3 separate regions of the Zea mays genome follow, and regions 1 and 2 are each linked to region 3. Evidence: chromatin contacts called from public Hi-C data. All regions are on one chromosome and are shown on one strand. Each heading gives the region's core, a stretch centred on a gene start, on an enhancer-like site or on the middle of the called end of the contact. The rest is flanking DNA. Distances are from core to core; before and after follow the strand shown.

Region 1 (2,700 bases), core at 162-2,661, 480 kb before region 3:
CTTGCAGACGCTGATATCTAAACCTCACTCCTTTATGATTCATCTTATCGTCTCGCTGGGCAGCTGCCGATTGCCGCTGACCACTTGACTTGCCTATGACATAGCCTCACAACCAAAGTCTAGAGAAGTTGATCACGCGAAGCAACAGAATGAGCGCTAACTGCGTCGATCACCATTCACCAGAACCACATGCCGCAGTTGGGACGTCCGCAGAGACTACAAAAACTAGATCCAAATATGGGTAACTTATATACATACTACATTAGATCTAGTGGATAATAAAATCTACAAATTTCAACTAAAGTTGTTATCTGATAGTTGTTGTTTACACGACTAATTTGACATGTACCTATGCAAGTTGATGATTTTTCATGGATCCTCGAGGCTAGTTGAAATTTTGGATTCTCTCAAAAAAATTGTTAGACGTCTCATGAATACTATAGCCAATATATAACAGTTGAATCTCATCAATCGGACATTCATCATTATATCGTCTTTATTATTTTAATATTGTTACTATGTCATAACTTTAGTTCAGTATATTAATTAGCTAGAAAATAAACTCATGGACTAAGGTAATTTATAAAGAACTAGAATTCGCATTCCATATCGAGTACTTAAACTTGTAACATGATATAATATATTTTCATCATATAATATTGATGAATTGGTCGGCACCCTTATATTATAATCCTGGCTCCGCCCCGGCTAATAGTAATCCTATGTTGGTATATGCTATCTTAGTTGAATGTAGAAATGTTAGTTAGTGTGCCTAACATGCACATTTTCCAACAAGATTCACTGCTCACATATAGCAACCACCTAATTTAAGTGCCGGCCATTATCGACAGGATTCATCCAAGGTCGTGAGAGTTTGAATTTGGGTGGGTAAAAAAGCCAACCATTTCCATTCGAACCAAGAGCACAGGCTCACGAACAAGCAAAGAAGTATGGAAGAGGAAACGGGGAGGATAGAACATTGAGCAGAGGCAAGACGCAAGAACCCACCTTGTCGGCGTCGATCTTGTCGAACTTCTTGACCAGGTTAACGACGCGCGTCCTGATGTCCCTCTCCAGTTCGGAGCTGCTGCCGCTACTGCCCTCCTGGCCCGCCGGCGCGCTCATCCTCCGAGCGAACCCGCCGCCGCCTCCACGTGCAGCAATAGGAGCCGCCGCGCGGAGCCGGAGGTGCTGCAGCACCGCACTCCGTACTGTTTGCATGTTGCGCTGCTCCTTCGCTAGGCCGACTGCGACCGGGAGCGACGACGAAGGAACGGAGGAGGTCAGGTATTCGCGTGATTGAGCGGAGCAAGACGAATTTGGAAACTGCGGGCGCGGCAGCGGAAGGCAGGGCAGGGCGGCGGCTCCCGGGTTCTCTCCCGTGCGGCTGGCGTTGCGGTAGGGAATATTTGCCTGCGGTCGGTGACGCCAGCAGCAGACCAGACTGGATTTGCCTGTTTGGGCCTTGTTGGAGAAAATGTTATTTTGGGCCTACTTTTGGACTCCTCGCTTCAGGAGCTCAACAAGGCTTTGGGCCTCGGGTGAGATATTGTCGGAATTCGAGACGCGCACAGAAACTACGCTGATCTCTCCGGAAGCCGTAACGCTCTCTCTCCACGTTCACTTTCCAACACAACAGGTATAATAATAAATATTCTATAATCTTTATCTAGTTCTGGTAAAATCATTAAACACTACAGATATTTTTTATACATATAGATCATTGCACTAGGTGCCATAGCCAATCTAACCGTCCAAGAGATCGGACAATTTTTTTAGTAGTGCTACTGGTACTAGGTCTTCCATCAGCAGAAAAAGTCAGGGGATCAGGGTCTCAGCTCTCACTGTCAGGGACATCGACCCAGGAACCAATGGCACAAGGGCCATCAGGCATCAGGCCCGCCTAATGCTTCCTCTTGTTCGCCTTCCACTGCTTCACTATGTAGGCTACTGCCTCGCCCATCGGTGCTCTCCGGTCCTCCTTGAAGTTCCACAGCTCCGGTATGGGGTACCTGCCGCTTGGATTGTACTCGTTCATCTCAAGAAGGGCCTTGACGACCACATCGTGCGCCTGCACACCCAGTTCAGCCTTCAAAGCTTGCAGCTTCTCATCATCCTCCCGAATTATTTCCTGCACCATCGAGTGAGTGTTTTAGACACAGCAAGCAGGCCAAGCATGCTTCACCACAGGTTAGCTAAGCATTTCAAGCAAGAGTCAGCTTCAGACGGGATTTTCCTGTGACAAGTTCTTTTTCTGTTTCCTGCAGAGCTTGTATTGAATTCCAGTGCAAGTGTCAAACCGAAATGGTTTCACACCACATTCTTGGAAAAGAAGAATACTGCAGTGCTAATTGTGGGAAGTACTAATGTTGACAAAGTTGGATGGCAGAAGCACAAAGAATATGCTAAAAACAATTACTTGGCTACTGTCTGAGCAATCAAAGTGACCCGATCAATGCACACAAGATAAACTTGAAAGTTGACTTATTTGGGATATAATTCGGTTAAAATTAAATCCAGAACAGATGAATAATATTCTCAAGGAAGTGCAGTAACAGTTGGCTCCAGTAAAATTATTTCAAACTTTTTGTATGTTTGCTTACAAACCGGCTTTCTTCCTGAATTACAAAACTGAAAATGTTCTTTTACATCCTATTCAAAAAGATCAATGGTATTTACAATTCATTCAGTTCAAAAGAG
Region 2 (2,700 bases), core at 136-2,635, 340 kb before region 3:
AGGTGTCGGGTGGGCCATTGGGTGAGCCTTTTCCTTTTCTTTTTATTTGAATTCAAACTCGAATGTATTTCTCCATTTTTCAAAGAGATGCTCCCCAAACATATGCATCAAACAAGAGTAAGATATGAGGGTCAACATGAAGCAACACTTCATTATTCTTCTGAGGTTTTGCTCACAAGAAATACAAGCACACTTCCAAAATAATAACCCCTTCTAAAGAAAAAGGAAAAGGTAATTAGGGAAGGAGAGGAAAGAGGAGTAACACCTAAATTTGGTGGATATTAAGAAGAAATTTTATACCCCAAATTCAGGGTGTTACAAGCGCCTAGTTCTACTCTTATTAGAATCACTATATAAAGCGAACATAGTGCGAGGAGTAAAACTATTATTGCAAGTATCATGATAAGCATTATGAGAAACATTCTTGACATGAGAATACAAATAAGCATGATTTTTCTTTTCATAAATAGAATGCAAGTTACTAGCCATAGGTGCCTTCTCCTTATCCTTTGTGAAGTTGAGGACCTTTTGGCTTTTCGTGTTCTTGGTTCTCTTTTAGAAACCAAGTCCATCCTTAATGGAGGGATGTCTACCAATGATAAAGGCATCCCTAGCAAATTTAACTTTTTCTACTTCATTTTTGCAAGTCTGTCCGGTGAATTATAGCCAGCGAGCATCGATGTCTTCCCGAGAGTGGCCTGTTTGGCTAGCCAAAAACCAGCCGAGGACCAACCAATTAGCCTGGGCACCGGACTGTTCGGTGCACACCGGACTATCCGGTGAGGCCCAAACCGGCCCAACTTAGCCAGACTTCTCCACTTCAATTTGTCTTAACTCAGAGAGTTTCCTAGCACTTATATGAACACTGTTAGCCACTCAAATAATTTAGTAAGTGCTAGAATCATACATTGGTTCCTTCCATACAATAGGATTTGCAATATACACACATATGCACTTTCCCATGTTTCTCAATTTTCCTTTCAAATATCTGTGCTTATACTCATACATCAAGATGTTAGTCAAAGACAATGTGTTGAGCATTTAATCACCAAAACAAACTAAAAATGACACAATAGCACATTTCCCGTTCAGTTTCCCGTCTATTTAGGATTAAAATCCACCCAATCCACGTGATTGAAACCAAAACGAAAAGCCCTAGCCGTTGTAGAGTCCGGGAGACCTGACCATCCGAATGCATGGCAACCTAGCGAGAATAGCACCACTGTAGGTCTGTAGCTTTGCCCTTTATTACCTTTCGATTCTGCGGGTCAGTGGTTGGCGCCGACGCGAGGTCCCAATAATTGTCGCGCCGCACCGCTGGGCGCCGGCTTGGCATTTGGGCATTTGGCAGTGGGCGTCGGCGTCCGGGAGGGGACTGGGGAGGCTGCGAGCGTGCTGACATCTGCTCTGGTGTCTGGTCTCTCTGACTGCGCGCCTGCACCAGCCGGGGCCCGGGGGCATGGGAGGATGACGGCGGCAGCCACGAGATCGTCAGTTCGGTGGTGCAGGCGGCGGCGGGCCGGCTGCTGCTGCTGCTGATGCACATGTCGATTCAGACGGGCAGAAACCCTGTCCCCTGCACGGCATTGCCTGCAAGTGCTCCGGCCGGTCCGGGCATGGGGGTATCCATCTCCTCTTGGTCGTTGATCCGTGAACTTTTACTAGTAGACACACACTCTACTCTAATCATATGGAGTTCGTTTCCAGTCCAAGATCTTATTTATGGGAAGAGGAGTAACAGAGCACAAAGCTTTTAGTTTTTATTGGTTGAAAAAGGAAACGAGGGTGGGTGGAGCCGAGAAAAGCGCCGTAGGGCTGTCGTCAGTTGCAGACTGCGGCACGGCGTGAAGGTGGTGGCGCCACCTTTTCCTCGTGAAAAGGTCCATAATAATACCTCGAATGTGCCGAGGAAACTTTGGTCGCAGTCGCAGTCCAGAAATAGGTACAAAAGACGGAACCACGGGTTACCTGCTAGCCAAAAGGTTCATCTGTCCCGAAAATCACAGTGCAGTCTAGTGAACAATTTAGGATTTGGTAAATAAATAAAAAATTAGGTATGTAAATTTTATCTTTTTTAGTGCTGATTGTTTCATATTCTCAAGTATTCACAAAGCAGATCCATGTTTATATCATCGATGATTATATTTTATGTCTGCTACTTACACTATTTATGCAACCCATTGATGGTTTTTACGATGATGAATACAATTTTACGTTTGTCATAAAATTGTTCCTAATTCCTGCGGGAGCTGTTAGTTGAACCGATATTAGGTTTTTTCAATTATGCTACACTGTGTATGTATTTATGCTGACTTTGTATAAAAATTTATGCTCTGCATGAACCATGTCATCCTATTTTTTTGTATGCATGCAATGGAAACAAAAATATCATCTAAAATTTGCGTGTATGCAATGGAAACTCTCATGATCTGCTATAATTTTTGGATTTGCATAAAAATAGAAACTGCATACATTCGACTCCCATAATTTTTGGATAACCCGGTGTACATAACTGAGGGGTTTTACGCACAAAACTTAAGGTTTTACGCTCGAATCTGGAGATGCGTCTACTAGTGTACCACATGAAAGTTTTTTATACAGCATCCCGTATCGCATAAATATCAAGACCGTGTAGCATAATTAGTATCAGTATATATCATAAACTGGTTGTAACGAGCCTATCTGCATGTCTGTTAGAGC
Region 3 (2,700 bases), core at 171-2,670:
ATGAATTGTAGATGTAGCAGTTCGAACTGCCAGCCTACCGAACGATAGAGGAGAGAATCTTTTATAGCTATATAAAGAACATGAATATAATATAGATACAGTATGAACGCATAAGCCTTAGTGCCGCTGGACCGAGACCGCCTTCCGAGTCCGCCTAGCTGTGGCCTGCGACTGTGGGCTGTGGCCGTGGCGCCCCTCCCCTCGTCGCCGTCCACATCCACTTCCACGCTTGCGGATAGGGATGGCAGTGGATCGAATTATGTTCGGGTATAGTAATACCCGACCCGATGTTGTACCCGAGTCTTCTACAAATATCCATACCCACCAAGCCAATTGGACGAGGAACTGTACCCGTATCCGTACCCACCAGGTATCCATCGAGTATAGGGTATCCGATGGATATGTTTTTAGACTAAATAACATTTAATTATTGTTATAATAAATGTTAAAATAATTTAGTTTTCATCTAAATAACTAGACAATATTTGACTAACCGGAGGATACTTGGAGAAAAAGGGACACAAAGGGAAGCTGGAAGGATCATCAGAGGGCGCAGTCAGGGTCACGGGTAACCGGAGATTGAGCGCGAGACGCCGGAGTCGGAGGAAGCTTGGGCGGGCTGGGGCGTGGGGCGGCGCATATAGATCCTCGGCTGGGTTGGCCAACGTGGTTGCGCACTCGCACAATGTCGAATCATGGGCGGGGTGCGGTGGTATGACGAGGTTGCTCACTTGAGCTTGTCTACTTGTGCCCGATGGCGGCCAGAGCTGGTACTCGAGAGGACATGAGAGATGAATGGAATTAGGGATAGTGTGGCGGGGTGTGAGTTATGATTTTTTGGCTCCGTCTTTTCATGGGCTTTAAATTTTAGTAAATATAACACATTTAAGAAGATATATTGATATTTCGGGTATTCACCGGATAACCGCGGGTAAAATATTATATCTGTATCCTATCCGATGTATTTCGGGTATCCGACCCGACAGGACCGACAGGTGATTTTTTCTACCCATATCCATATCCATCGGGTACGAAACCCACGGGTCTAACTGCCAGACAATGACTGCTATGCAAGCAGTCCTTCTGTGTAAGCGTGCAAGCAAACCATTTGATTCATTAGATCGTGATCCAACCGTAGGTCACATTTAACACTTAAACCCTTGCACTACCAGCTCAATAATCTTTATAAAAAAATTTAACAAACTATGATAATATCTGCGGTTGGATCGTAATATAATGAATCAAATGTTTTATTTGCACACTTGCACAGAAGGACTGGTTGCATAACAGTCGTTGCCCCTACTTGCGGAGCCGCCGTATCGCGGCTCTTCGACTGGTTGACTGGCGGCGTTCTGTTTGGGGTCGGCCCGCTTCGCTACATGGGCTCATTTAGCAGCGGAGCCCTTTTCAGGCCTATCCAGTATCGACGCCCTTCTAAAACCCTAACTCCCTCTGTGTCCTCGACGCCGCCAAGCCATCCTCCCTCTGGAGTACCGACCGACTCTCCACCTCAGGACCGCAAGCTACTTCCTCCGCCTCGACAGGCGTCGGCGAGATGGTGAAGAGAAGCAAGAAGAGCAAGAGCAAGCGCGTCACGCTGCGGCAGAAGCACAAGGTGCTGCGCAAGGTGAAGGAGCACCACCGCAAGAAGCGCAAGGAGGCCAAGAAGGAGGGCAAGGCCGGCCAGCGGAAGAAGGTCGAGAAGGACCCCGGGATCCCCAACGAGTGGCCCTTCAAGGAGCAGGAGCTCAAGGCGCTCGAGGCCCGACGCGCGCAGGCGCTCCAGGAGCTCGAGCTCAAGAAGGAGGCGCGCAAGGAGAGGGTATGTCATGTCTGGCCGTCTGTTATCGTTGGTGCTATCCCTGCTGTTAGTTTGTGTCCGGAGCAAATAGTATTTCAGTCTTACAGCCGAATCAATCTTCATTCCGCAAGCCTAATTCACCTCCATGCCCCGTCAGTTCCATTGTGAGATTAACTTTCTTAGATGATTCCCTATATTGGTAGTGTACATAGTAACCATTAGGAATGCAAATGGGGCGGCGTGCAGTGTTATGCTCAGAGTTCAAAGTTATGGTAAATGAACTTGTTGTTTTTCAGTAGTCGATAAACACATTCCACGTTCAGCACAAGTTCCAGGTTTGGTGCGTATTGGGAAAAAGTTATGCTATAGGCTATTGTTGAACAAACTAACACCCTCTCACTCTAATAAATTGGTCAATGTTGATCATCCTTGACACAATCTAGTCATGGTCAGAGAAAGCCATGCAGTGAAGGAAGAAGTGGTTTATTTGTCATGAAAGCCTTGCTCTAACTGAAAGTTAAACAGAAGAGGGGTTGCTAATTATAAGCTAATTGAAGCAGAACATACATTTATTTGGATTGAGCCTGGTCAGCCATGTAGAGCAGAGTCCGTGACGGGTTCTCTCGAATGGAGTAGTCCATGCTACAATGCTAATAGTTAAATGGATTTGATTTGGATGTAGCAATGGGGATGATGAGACGGAAAACAGGCTCTTTCTTCAGTGTCTGCCAATGGAGTAAGACATGTGCCTAATCTTGCTTATTTAACTCCTCTAATGGTGTAGTTATTAAATATAAAGTAACACATAACTAAATCATAAGCAGGCACATGTGCACTCAGTCTAATCAATTGAGTTGACAAGATCTGCATTCTTAGTGATTACCTCTAGCTTCAAGTTT

Evidence for each region. A called contact is a pair of places that touch in the nucleus more often than the background predicts.
Region 1: a Hi-C map of tassel shows a contact between it and region 3, with 4 times the contacts expected there. The contact joins the promoter of LOC100280460 here to the promoter of LOC100275579 in region 3. A contact is called at or near these places in 2 of 25 Hi-C or Micro-C datasets (ear and tassel).
Region 2: a Hi-C map of tassel shows a contact between it and region 3, with 2.7 times the contacts expected there. The contact joins the enhancer-like site here to the promoter of LOC100275579 in region 3. A contact is called at or near these places in 3 of 25 Hi-C or Micro-C datasets (ear, leaf and tassel).

Annotation. Positions count from the first base shown.
Region 1 is chr1:254,193,225-254,195,924 of Zm-B73-REFERENCE-NAM-5.0, reverse strand. It overlaps LOC100280460 (acyl carrier protein), which reads right to left and starts at 1,411. Exons shown (of 2, transcript NM_001153380.2): 1 at 1,009-1,411. The coding sequence starts at 1,221. It overlaps LOC103643660 (factor of DNA methylation 1), which reads right to left. Exons shown (of 7, transcript XM_020546804.3): 7 at 1,641-2,131. The coding sequence ends at 1,904. It overlaps LOC109943521 (a long non-coding RNA gene), which reads left to right and starts at 1,909. Exons shown (of 2, transcript XR_002266453.3): 1 at 1,909-2,190; 2 at 2,268-2,689.
Region 2 is chr1:254,050,321-254,053,020 of Zm-B73-REFERENCE-NAM-5.0, reverse strand. No RefSeq gene overlaps it. Among protein-coding and RNA genes, the nearest start is that of LOC100382177, 62 kb to the right of the region's middle. Within about 2 kb of position 1,385, at least 16 of the 20 cell types and tissues checked have an H3K27ac peak or open chromatin away from gene starts, as enhancers often do. A contact at or near this core is called in ear and tassel, where this site is marked.
Region 3 is chr1:253,708,295-253,710,994 of Zm-B73-REFERENCE-NAM-5.0, reverse strand. It overlaps LOC100275579, which reads left to right and starts at 1,420. Exons shown (of 8, transcript NM_001349681.1): 1 at 1,420-1,822. The coding sequence starts at 1,556.